3 separate regions of the Mus musculus genome follow, and regions 2 and 3 are each linked to region 1. A link is a contact called in public Hi-C data. All regions are on one chromosome and are shown on one strand. Each heading gives the region's core, a stretch centred on a gene start, on an enhancer-like site or on the middle of the called end of the contact. The rest is flanking DNA. Distances are from core to core; before and after follow the strand shown. Region 1 overlaps Rbms3 (RNA binding motif, single stranded interacting protein). Region 2 overlaps Rbms3 (RNA binding motif, single stranded interacting protein). Region 3 has its middle 30 kb from the start of Gm31559.

The links. Hi-C and Micro-C count contacts between places; a contact is called where the count stands out from the background.
Region 2: a Hi-C map of embryonic fibroblasts shows a contact between it and region 1, with 5 times the contacts expected there. The contact joins two enhancer-like sites. A contact is called at or near these places in 2 of 484 Hi-C or Micro-C datasets (adipose-derived mesenchymal stem cells and embryonic fibroblasts) and 1 of 115 datasets of contacts at active chromatin or transcription factors (fibro-adipogenic progenitors).
Region 3: a contact with region 1 is called in a Hi-C map of the N1E-115 cell line, with 2.6 times the contacts expected there. The contact joins two enhancer-like sites. A contact is called at or near these places in 10 of 484 Hi-C or Micro-C datasets (the N1E-115 cell line, adipose-derived mesenchymal stem cells, embryonic fibroblasts and 3 more), 1 of 115 datasets of contacts at active chromatin or transcription factors (embryonic fibroblasts) and 1 of 9 other capture datasets (embryonic stem cells).

The regions. Positions count from the first base shown.
Region 1 is chr9:116,901,442-116,905,030 of GRCm38.p6, forward strand. All of the region lies in intron 4 of Rbms3 (RNA binding motif, single stranded interacting protein), which reads right to left. Among named protein-coding and RNA genes, the nearest start is that of Gm39452, 290 kb to the right of the region's middle. Within about 2 kb of position 1,925, at least 48 of the 459 cell types and tissues checked have an H3K27ac peak or open chromatin away from gene starts, as enhancers often do. A contact at or near this core is called in the N1E-115 cell line and embryonic fibroblasts, where this site is marked.
Region 2 is chr9:116,589,463-116,593,106 of GRCm38.p6, forward strand. All of the region lies in intron 12 of Rbms3 (RNA binding motif, single stranded interacting protein), which reads right to left. Among named protein-coding and RNA genes, the nearest start is that of Gm39449, 66 kb to the left of the region's middle. Within about 2 kb of position 1,824, at least 32 of the 459 cell types and tissues checked have an H3K27ac peak or open chromatin away from gene starts, as enhancers often do. A contact at or near this core is called in embryonic fibroblasts, where this site is marked.
Region 3 is chr9:116,420,981-116,425,016 of GRCm38.p6, forward strand. No RefSeq gene overlaps it. Among named protein-coding and RNA genes, the nearest start is that of Gm31559, 30 kb to the left of the region's middle. Within about 2 kb of position 1,516, at least 1 of the 459 cell types and tissues checked has an H3K27ac peak or open chromatin away from gene starts, as enhancers often do. A contact at or near this core is called in the N1E-115 cell line, where this site is marked.

The DNA.
Region 1 (3,589 bases), core at 675-3,174:
GAGAGAGAGAGAGAGAGACAGAGAGACAGAGAGACAGAGAGACAGAGAGAAAGAGAGAGAGAGAGACTGACTCATGGTCAGAAACTTAGGCAGTATTTAAAGGTGGAGCTGTTTGCAAAAGTCATTACATGACATGTTAACTTCAGCGAAATAAAAAGTCCAAACTGTCAAGTCACTATTTGCCCTGTTCCTTTTAAAGCATTAATAAAACCAATATTTGAATGATTTCATTTAACAGCTACAGAAACTCCCGATGAGGTGTAATTACACATGTGCACCTCCCGAGACTCTCAGCCACCGTTATTGACTTCGTTGCTTGTGATATTAAACCTACGATTGTGTGGTCGCAACTGCTCTCGGCCTAGACATCAATGCAGAGGCCCTCGTCAGCAAATGGATTGGGGGAACCGAGAGTGTGTTCCACCAGGATCAAAGATATTCTGCATCCCGACCATCCATCCATCCTGCCTGAAGCCAGGCAGGATGGTCTTCTGGCCACCTGAACTATGATTTGTGTAACTATGAGAGGAATTGAAAGATTCCTTTGACTTAAGGAAATCAATTTAAATTTAAACTCCCATAGGCATATGGCTCAGTATTTACTCTGATTGGATGACAGGCATTGATAGGTGAATATAAAAGTGAAGTAAAAGGAGAAGAAAACAAACCCCTGACTGTTCCTACAGTATTGGGGGGATTTTATTGTAGATACAAGAAAGAAAGCAGGCAGCGGGAAGAGTCCAGGCAGGCAGCAGTCTAAACTGGACCATGAGGGGAGAGATGAGGAGGGGAGCCAAGCCAAAGAGGAGCCCCTGACCAAGAGAGGCTTCCTGGGCCAAGAGGCAAAGAGACAGATGTAGCCAAAATGGCTGTGTTATAATAGGGAGAAGGAATGCTGGGAGTAGGCACAGGGACTGAGACTCATCTCAGGTTTGAGATCTAACAAGGGGAGCATCAAGAAGGGAAGCAGGGTTTTACCGTACTGCTGTGAAATGCCACGGTGTGACTAAGGCTACCTAAACAGTCAGAGAACTCTGCAGGGATCCCCAAATGTGGACTATGACTGAGAGTTGCATACAATAGAAATGTCCTGGGTTGTATGCATCTGGGGATCACTCAAACTCTGAAGTCGCTCAAATACAGGGGACGGTGCCTGAGTGTGGCAGTGTGTACCTGTGACCCCAGGAGACTGAGGCAGAAGGATCATCTGCTGAATTCCAGGCCACCCTGGGCTACACAGTGAGAACTGGTGTCCCAAAGGCCAGAACGGAGCATAGGAGCTAATCAGAGGCTCCAAGCAATGCCAAGTGCAAGACACGTCCTCTGCATCCCAAAACGCCAACAGCCCCATGGAAACTTCTTGTTTGAAAGTCTTGGGTTTTTTTTTTAATTTTAAAATATTATTTTAAATTATGTGTTGGTGTGTTCTCTCTATGGGTCTGTGAACATGAGCATGATAGCAGCAGAGTCTATAAGAGGGGGTCAGAGACCTCAGAGGTGGAGTTACAAACTTCCAGACATGGGTATTTAGAACCAAACTCAGTTCCTCTGTAAGAGCAGTCAGCTCTTTTAGCCACTGAGCCATCTCTCTAGCTCAAAAAATTTCTAGGTGTCTACCACAGGGCAGTCAGACACCTAGAATAGACTGAGTTTAAACCTAAGTATGACACCCACAAAGAACTTTCTAAAAAGAAAGGAAGAAACCATTAGAGATACCAGGAATAAATAGTATTAAAAATCAAAATGCAAGGGCTTTTTAAAAAAAACATTAGCTCAAAACTTGACATCATTACTTTATTACACTTTAACTAAGTTCAAAGTTGACAGTACTTCCCATATAAAAGCTTGCTCAACTATAGACTGCTTATTCATGTGTGACAGCCTCAGAATTCATTCTTGTTCTTCATACAAAGACCTTTCTGTCCTGGGACATTCTTGGACAGTCCCAGACACATTGGCAAAGAATGAATAAGACAGAAAACTGAGGTTCTAGAAGGCTCGACTCATTCAACAGATATTAATTTGACTGCTAGAATTTACCGACATGTCCTGATTTGCTGATCCTAATCAAGTGAGTGACTCAAGGCTGGATGTTTAAAGCCCCGAAGAGAGCCACATCTGGAAACCATTAGGAGGGCCCCACCCCATAAGCAGCTGCCTTTGTGTCCCCAGCCCCCGTCCTGAGTTACGTGAACTTCCATTGAGACCCTGCCTTGAGAAATGTAAGCACTGATGATCTTTGATTTGTTACATTAGGAGATCTGGAATCCTTACAAGTCGTAACAGGGCATAACAGACTTTTTCGTTCCCATTTTGGCTCTGTAAGATCTGAGCTATGCATGGTTAAGCACCATTTCTGTGGGGATTAGCTAACATGGCATTAATGTCCTACGAGGAGTCACATTCTCCCATGGAAATGCTTTATAGACTGTAATTCGGGACTGGCATGCTCACATAGGATCTTTGTTCTGGGGGGGAGTCACATTCTCCGATGGAAATGCTTTATAGACTGTAATTCGGGACTGGCATGCTCACATAGGATTTTTGTTCTGGGGGGTGGGTGCACGTGCATCTGGAGGTCATAGGTCAACCTCAGGTGTCATCCCTGGAGGTTATCCAGTGTGTCTTTGGTTCTGGTAGCTTACTCTGTTTTGAGGAAGAGTCTCTCACTTGGACTGTAACTCACCAAGCAGACTAGACTAACTAGCTACTAGACTAACTAGCTACTACATCTCAGGGATCTCTCTGTACCCCCGCAGTGTTGCAGAGACTACGAATCCATACAACCAAACCCATACTTCTTATGTTGGTTCAGAGGAGCAAACTCATATCCTCGGGCTGGTACGGCCAGAACTTTACTGACTCAGCCATCTCTCCAGCCTTCAGGCATCATTTCTACTCAGTGAAGTGTTCAGTGACCCTGGTGGAGAGGCACACATTCAGGCTACTGCAAATATTGATAGCAGTGCCTCAGAGTGCCCTAAGTGACCTTGTCTCCCTAACCTTGGCCTTCAGACTCATCAGCTTCTGTCCCCGCATTGTTGTTGTTGTTGTTGTTGTTGTTTTGCAACTCCTGGTGTATACATGCTTGTGATTCAACAATGTCACTGTAAGTACATACAAACACAGTCTTGCAGAATAGTCCACAGGGCTGTGGCCACCCTTATTCTAGAAGCAGAAACAGTTTTAAGTTCATACACATTTTCAGCTGATGTTGAGGTTGGTAGTACACGCTTTAAAATACCATTCTCAGCAGGTAGGGCAGGAGGATAGCCAAGGGTTTGGTAGCAGCCTGAGCTACATAGTGAACTCAGCATAGCCTGGGCCACATACAAGACCCAGTCTAGTAATAAATCAACTAATAAGATACAAATTGTGATCGAAAATTGTTCAGAATTACAACAAAAAGATTATTACAGCATTCCCCACGGCTGCCGTTTGCAGAGTTTACATCATCATGATTTCTGAGGGCTCTTTGGGAAGTCCATTTATCAAGGATAACTTTGGGGTCAATTGCTATGTTACAGACCTGTTCATGAGTGAAATTCTCCACTGTAAAGGCTCAAGGCTAAGATTCAGGCTGACCAAG
Region 2 (3,644 bases), core at 574-3,073, 310 kb before region 1:
CCTTCAATAAATAAAAATGAATAATACAGTTTATGTTAAGAAGCTGAAGGTTCAGGCTTTTCAAAAGCCCCCTTAAAGCTGATTAAAACAGCCTTTGCAACATGTTTACTCCTGTAGGACCTACTATTCTAAGGAATATACTTCTCCCCTGTTGAGTCTCAAACATTTGTACCATATATATCTGGACTGGCTTAGCTGCTGAATGGTATTGTTGGCCTTCACGTTTGTAGACTCTGGTGGTACCTTACAAAACCACTCATCTACTAGCAAGGGGATTGATTCCTCTCTGTAGAACCTGGGAGAGGCAGGAGTGAGGACAGAATGGCTGCGGTGTTTCACACTCGAGTTCCTAGCTAGGAACTTTACACCTGGATCTAATAATTTATCATGTATGACATTTGCACAGGGTGCTGTCACCGGCCCCTGGGGGGCAGGGCAGTCCCTTGATGTGCTCACGTTCTGCTCTTTGTGTCAATAAGGAGGTGTGCCTGAGACTCGGATTCAGAAATCCAATGAATTATTTAGAGCTCCCTGCCAAGCTAAAGCCGTCCCAGGCAGTCTGGTTAATGAGAACATTTTGTGTGATTCCTGGCTAAGCTTCCTCAGATGACCGGATTATTCATGGCCCCATCTGTGTTTTGCCTCTGTAAAGCCGAATCAATAAGTCTTCATTCCTTTGCTAACATTCGGTGGGGGTGAGAATGTGGAGGGCTTCACACTTAAATTCTCCTCAGAAGTCTGAGTCTGGAGGCTGGCCTACTCATTTTACAGCAGCTCGGAGCACAGGCCACTCTTCCAGCTTGGGGTTTGGTTCCCAGCACCCTCATGTTGGCTCAGAACCATCTATAATTATACATTCAGGGGAATCTATTACCCTCTAGTGGCCTCTGTGGGTGCTGCACTCACGTGCAGAAACCAATATATTCTCTCTCACTCTCTCTCTCTCTCCCTGTCTCTGTCTCTCTCTGTCTCTCTCTCACCCCCACACCACAATAATGATAACATGTCATCAATTGAATTTTTATGATTTTTTCAGACATTTTGTGCATGTCTCTGTGTGTGGAGGCATGTGCTCATGCAGGTATGTGTGTGCACATATCTGCACATGTGTACATACAAAAAGGTAGCCTCAGTTATCATTCTTGCAACACTCCCTGCCATTTTGAGAGGCAGTGCCTATCCCTGGTTTGGAAATGCCAAGCAGAGTAGGCTGACTGGCCCAGAGATTCAGCAGAAAGCCTCAGAGTCCCTCTGTTGTAATTAAAAGAATGCATCACCACACCTGGCTTTTAGTATGTGACTTCTAAGATATGAACTCAAGTCCTGGTCTCTGCAGTACAGCACTTTACCAACTGCACCCACACCCCAGCCTGTCTTGTGCACCTTCCATCTTTGTCTGCACAGAGCCTCTGATTTCCTTGTAGGGAAGACTACCCGATACACTTGGTGATTCAACATTATGTCACTTCACAATACTGAAAGAATGGTAAAGAGTTTTATAGTCTGAGAGCAGCTCTGTTCAGCACATCCTGACAGTCAGCACTAGGCAGGAATACCTTTCTGGTTGCTCTTGTCACAGAAAATGTAATAGGAAGATCTGAAAATTAAGGGCAGATTATGCTAAGTAAGCCGGTGCCATGAGGATTTAAGACTCTGAAGACTATTATCTCTGGATAAAGCGAAGGCTAGGTGCTCCTGTGACAGACTTTCCAGGGGAAAGCCTGAAGAAGTGACAGCCTTGCCAAGTTAGGCGTGAGCACGCACTTCGGTGGGGGATTTGGGGCAGGAATGACTATGACTCAGCCAGCTGCAAGCTCAGCCCCCAGAGGCAGATTCTTGATGACAACAAGCTTGGCTCTTCTCTCCCAGCACCCAGCTGGAATTCTGGGCGAGCACACACAAACTGCGCTCAGACCCAACAATCCAGGTCGTGCAAGCCCTGCTCGATTCTTCCATTGTCCCTCTCCATCTTTTGTGAAAGGGTCTGTCACTGAACTCCAGAGTGGCTGGTCATCAGTCCCCAGGGGTAGCATTGACTTTCCTCAACCGCAAGGGCTGCGTTTGCAGATGTGCACAGCCACAGCTGGCTTTTACTTTGAGCCTGGGAATCAGACTCAGGATCCTCATTATTGGGTCAGGTACTTTACCCACCAAGCCCAACTCTCCCATTCTGACTTGGCTAAATCCTCTGGATTTCTTACTAAGGCAATTTTACAGGAACAGTTATACCCAGTTTGAGCTGATTACTATCGCTTTTTATTATTAAATTACATTTTATTTTGTGTTCACAGAAGCACGTGGTGGTGGTAGAAATGGACACCACAGTGCACATGTGGCAGTCGGAGTTTGTGTTTTCCACTTTTATCATGTGGGGCTCCGGGATTAAACTCAGGTGACCAGGTTTGGCAGCAAGCACGTTTACCCACTGAGATGTCTCACTAATCCTAGACTAATTACTTTTTAATGGTGTCTTCCAAAAGCATGAATCGGACATAATTTTCTATGAATACAAATCACTTATTTGGAACATTTTTGATTGAGCCATGAAAAGGAACCACAGCAAAAACAAAATGGCAGATTGCGTGGCTGAGTCTGCACCGTCTCTCCCACTTGGTAGCAGGTTGAAGTTATGGTATCCCTGGGTGTCCTCTCTCTCATGAGCGCTTGATAGTCTCTATATATTCTGTAGGCCCTGGGCATTGCCCTGGATGTGTGGAGGAGTGTGGGTGGCCACTTGTAAAGTCACAGAAGAAAAAGTGAAAAGCCCGACCTTTTCACTCCTTCCAAGTAGTCTAGACACTGCCTCATTATGAGAATTACAGGAAGAGAAGGGAAATGGGAGGCTAGAAAGGTAGCCTGGCTTCGCCTGTTTAAATTGGGACAAGGTGTTTTTACTTCTGAGTGATTATTGATGGTCTCAAAGCAGGCTGGAAAAAGCAAAAACCTTAAAATCTATCATTTTTGGATTGGCTTCCTTCCTTATCAAAGAGAGACAAAACTGAGGGCTTTATGTGTTTCCTGTGGGGAAACTTCTTGTTCTAATCATTTGGGAGGGACAAAGAAAGTCCACCCTTTCAAAACTGCCTAAAATACTGGAAACAGCTAGCTCATCTGGAGTTGAAAAATGATTAGGCTGTCAGTCATGCCTATAAATTATTAAGGGTGGGGACATTTCAGAAAAGAGAGGCAGCCAAGTCTCGGGAAGTACAAAGCATCAATAAAAATGATGTAGAGAAAAGGAATGCCTGACTGTGTGGCTGCTGAGCTGGAGGAGAAAGGACTGTGGAAGACGATGCTAAGAACATGAGGTGTGGGTTACTTTCAAAACCACAGCTTTCCTTTAGCCAAAATCGTGAGGCTGCAGGGTCCAACCTAAACTGTGATTCACTAGGCGAGTGGCTGAGAGACAGGTATTATGTTACCTCAGGTGGAGCTATTATGGATGTATCTTTTTGTAAAGATCTACTTTCAATTCTGTGTACATGTATGTGTAAATGAGTGTGGTGCCCGTGGAAGCCAGCAGTGGGCATCAGATCCCCTGGAGCTGGAGGTACAAGTCTGTGAGCCACCTGATGTGGGGCACTGGGAACAGAATGTGGTCCTCTGGAAGAAGAGCAGACTCTCTCAAATGCTGAGTCATCTCC
Region 3 (4,036 bases), core at 266-2,765, 480 kb before region 1:
CCTCACTCACAGGATTTATAGTCATACTTATAGGTCATTTAAAAAGAGTTTAAAAGTAGTTAAAACAACCAGAGGTAGACTCTCGTGGTGTCTACACCAGTCCTAAGCTCCCAGTGGCCCACTCACAGTGACATGCCAGAAAGTACTACTATCCCAGTGACAACATGTCTCACTACTCGTAGATTACTGCCAGTTAGGAAAGCCGTGGACACTTTCACAGCATATGGGCCACATTGCTAATTTTGGTCCCCACGTCTCCAAAGATTTATTATATAGACATATAACATATACATATTATACACAGTCACTTAACCAAAAGCCTCCACTCCAAGTCACAGGATCACACCCTTCGTCATGGCCCAGTGTCCCAGGGAAACAGACATAGTTTTTTCAGTCTGAATATTCTGAGGCTATAGTAACCGCGCTCTTCCAAGGAGCAGAGAGCGAAGGTCAGAAGCCTTCTCTTTGGGCAAGGAGAGATTCTTTTTTATGTAGCCATAACACATGTTATTTTCCCTTTAGTATGATAAATGCTTACTATCAATCGATCACAAAGGTATATCAGTAATTGTTTTTTCTTTGTAGGAGTTTCCCTAGCTTGGGTATTGGAATATGGTCAATGGCTTTATAAAGTGAGCATCTTCCAGTATTTAAGTTTCTGGAGAAAGTACAATGTACTTGCTATTTATTTTTGCTTTGAGATGTTTTAAGGACTTAGGCATTTTTTATTCCTAAGAAACTTTTTAACAACAAATTCCATTTTAAAAATAGATCCAGGGCTAGCTTCTAAATTATCTCATTCTGAAACGGGTTTGGGTAATTTACATCTTTTGTGGAATTTGTTCATTTAATCAAATGTTGAATATATTGTCATCAAGATGTTTATTATACTTTAGTGCTATGTACTAATTTAAATGAATTTTCATTCTACAGAATCTATATGGCAATTATACCTCTCATTCCAGAGATTAGTAAATTGTAGGTATTGTCATCTTTCCTAATCAAACTCTGGCTAAAATTTTATCAATTTTATGTTCCCAGTTGGTTAACTTAATTTACTCTAGTATTTTCCTCTCTCCTGCTTTTATTACCTCCCTCTTCTGTTTTCCTTGGATCAAATTCATTTTACTATGCCAGTGTCTTTGAGTAGAAGATGAGGTAATTGATTTGAGAACTGATTCTTTGCAGATACGGCCACAGGGCCCAATAAATGTCTTCCTAGCACCATCTTGATTGCATCCTCCAAATCTGGGGCTGTTTTGTTTTTATTTGACTCAATACAAAATATTTTTAGCTCCCCTTGTGATTTTTTTTGACTTGATCAGTTTGGAAATTTTCTGTTTCATTTTAAAATAGTTGAGGCGTTCCCAGAATCTTTGTATTATTAATTTGTAATTCAATTAGGCTTAATTGGTGGGCATACTGCATATGACTGGGTCTGTTCTGAATTTACTGAGGCCGTTTTCATTTACTGAGCCCGGAGTATAGCATGTTATGGTAAATACTTAATGTGTACTTGGCACTAAGCGAATTCTGTGCCATGGCTTTTCGAATGTCTGCTGCTTGCACTTTTCCCTGTCTTATCACTTATTAGGGGAGTATCTTTGCATTCCCCATGGAAAACTGGGAACTCATTAGTTTCTCCTTGTAATTTTGTCAGCTATTCTCAGCCGAGGTTTAAAAGTTTGGTCACTAGTTTTGTGAAAATCTAATATTTTAGGTTTTCTCTATTAGTTGGTTCTGTTTTCATTATGATTTTACTGTGTGTGTGTGTGTGTCCTTTAATTAGTTATTTGAGAATTTCATACATGCATACAATGTACTTTGAACATATTCACTTCCTACAAGTTGAGTGTTTGCATTTAAGCATTATATACTTTAATATATGTTCTTATAAAAAATGATTAAATTGAATGTTTAATGGGATTACTAACTGGCTCCTTTTAATTTCCAACCAAGAATCCATATCTCTTGGAGTTCATCCTAGGTTTTATGGATAGGAAGGAATTTATAGGGTAAAAGGAATTATTAGGAAGTTGTAGAAATAAAGGTTGACAGAAGTTTTGAGATATCCCAAATCGGAGGAGTCGCAGCAAAGCCATCTGCAGGTGCCTGCATAACCTGTGACACCAACCTGAGAAACTCCTTGTAGGGCGTTGGAGGGGACATGCAGCCCTGCCACCAGAAGACAATAGCCTTTCGTTTCCACCTGGAGTTAAAGGTCACGGAAGTGCCTCTAACGGGAAGAGTCTAATTAGATCACGCCGACAAGAAATAGTTTCCAGTGTTTATGCCTTGGCGGGATGTGGGAAAGCTCAGAAGAGAGTTACGGCTTTTAGGAATCAATGAACGGCACCCCTCTCCCAGGCCCAAGCTCCGCATGCAAGCACTGTGGGCATTCCCTGAGAGTAGATCCACCTGCCCATCATTTTAGGAGCTCATCCACTCATCCGTCCGTACACTTGCTCATTCTGCAAACACTGCATTACCATCCCATGCTTGCAGAATACTAGCATATGCAAAGTGTCAGGCCCTGTCGTCAAGTGCAGAAACACAACAAAAGGAGCCTGCGAGGCTCAGCGTGTAAGGGAGCTTGCAGAGCAGTCTGGGGGCCTGGATTCCATCCCTGGAGCTCACCCAGAAGAAGGAAACAACCAACCAGCAATTGCCTTCGGATCTCCACATGCGTGTCTCCTCACCAGATAAATACAATTTAAAACACTCCATAATTTAAGATGGTAAAGACGTATACAGCTGTTATATATTTAAGTAAACACTAAGATGTTGAGTCATTGGGATAACGTAGTTCTATAATCCCAGCCCTTGGAAGATGGAAGCAGGAGGATCAGGAGTTCAAGGCCACCCTCAGTTATATAGTGAGCCCAGGGCCTGCCTGGGCTACTTGAGACCATGTGTTAATAAAATAAAATAATTACGTGGAAAGAAACCTAAAGTATCACATATTCCATACAGCATTTCATTGCTGATTCTGTTCCTCTCCAGTCGAAGTTGCTGCACTGCAGTGGGATTTAGCCTTTGTAGAACACACAGCACACATCTCTGTTCGCAAGCATTTTAGACCTTGATTGACGGGACCGTGGGAATCATTTTGTGGCTAATTTTTGCATCTCTAGTCTTTAGCACAGTGACAGTTTCTTGTTTAATTTTCAGTGACTATTCTAGAACAACGCATGATAATTAAAGCCCTTAGCAGGATCTATCAGAGATTTTTACGTTAGAGAGCCCATGATCTATTGAGGAAGATTCATCAGCCAGTGGTATAACACAATGAATTTCATGGTATAATATGTACAGGCGATAACAAGGGGCAATCACATCCTGTAGGCTAGCTCTGGGGAAGGCTCCTGAGGAGCAGAGATAGCGGGAATGCACCTTGAAGGGTCAAGGAGAATTTACCCAGAGATGGGAGTGGAGGACACAGCCAGCTGCAGAAACAGACTTTAAATATAGACAGAGCGCTCAAAGACAACCAGTGCGTGTCAGAGAGCGCCTAGCCCTGGAGTGGTGGAGCCAGAGCCAGAAGAGAAACCTGGGCAGGAAATCTGAGCCAAACTGGAAAGTTTGATATGCTGTGCTAAGAAGGTTGAGTTTTGTTCCTTCTTGGTGGCTTTAAGCAGAGAAATGACAGGATCTGTATTTCTAAAATGCCAGTGGCCGTATACAAAACTGGATTCTCAAGGAAGCAAGTGAGTAGGGGCCACTTGCAAATGCAATGTGCTGAGATAATGGGGAAGTGAGGGGGGGGGTTGTGCTGAAGGAGAGGGAGGGAGGGAGGGATGGAGGGAAGGAGGCAGGGAGGGAGGGAAGGGAGGGAGGGAGGACCACACATCCCTGAGGAACCTTCTAGGTAGGCACAGATAGAATGGGGAGGCAGACTGGAGAGTCTCTGTACACTCACAGTATCAACTCCTTCTTGCAGTTTGGAGTTTGTTTAATTGTTTGTATAATCCAAGGTGGCCTTGAATGTTCATTTATCATTTTTTAAAGGAGAAGCATATGTCTGTCTTTGAATTTG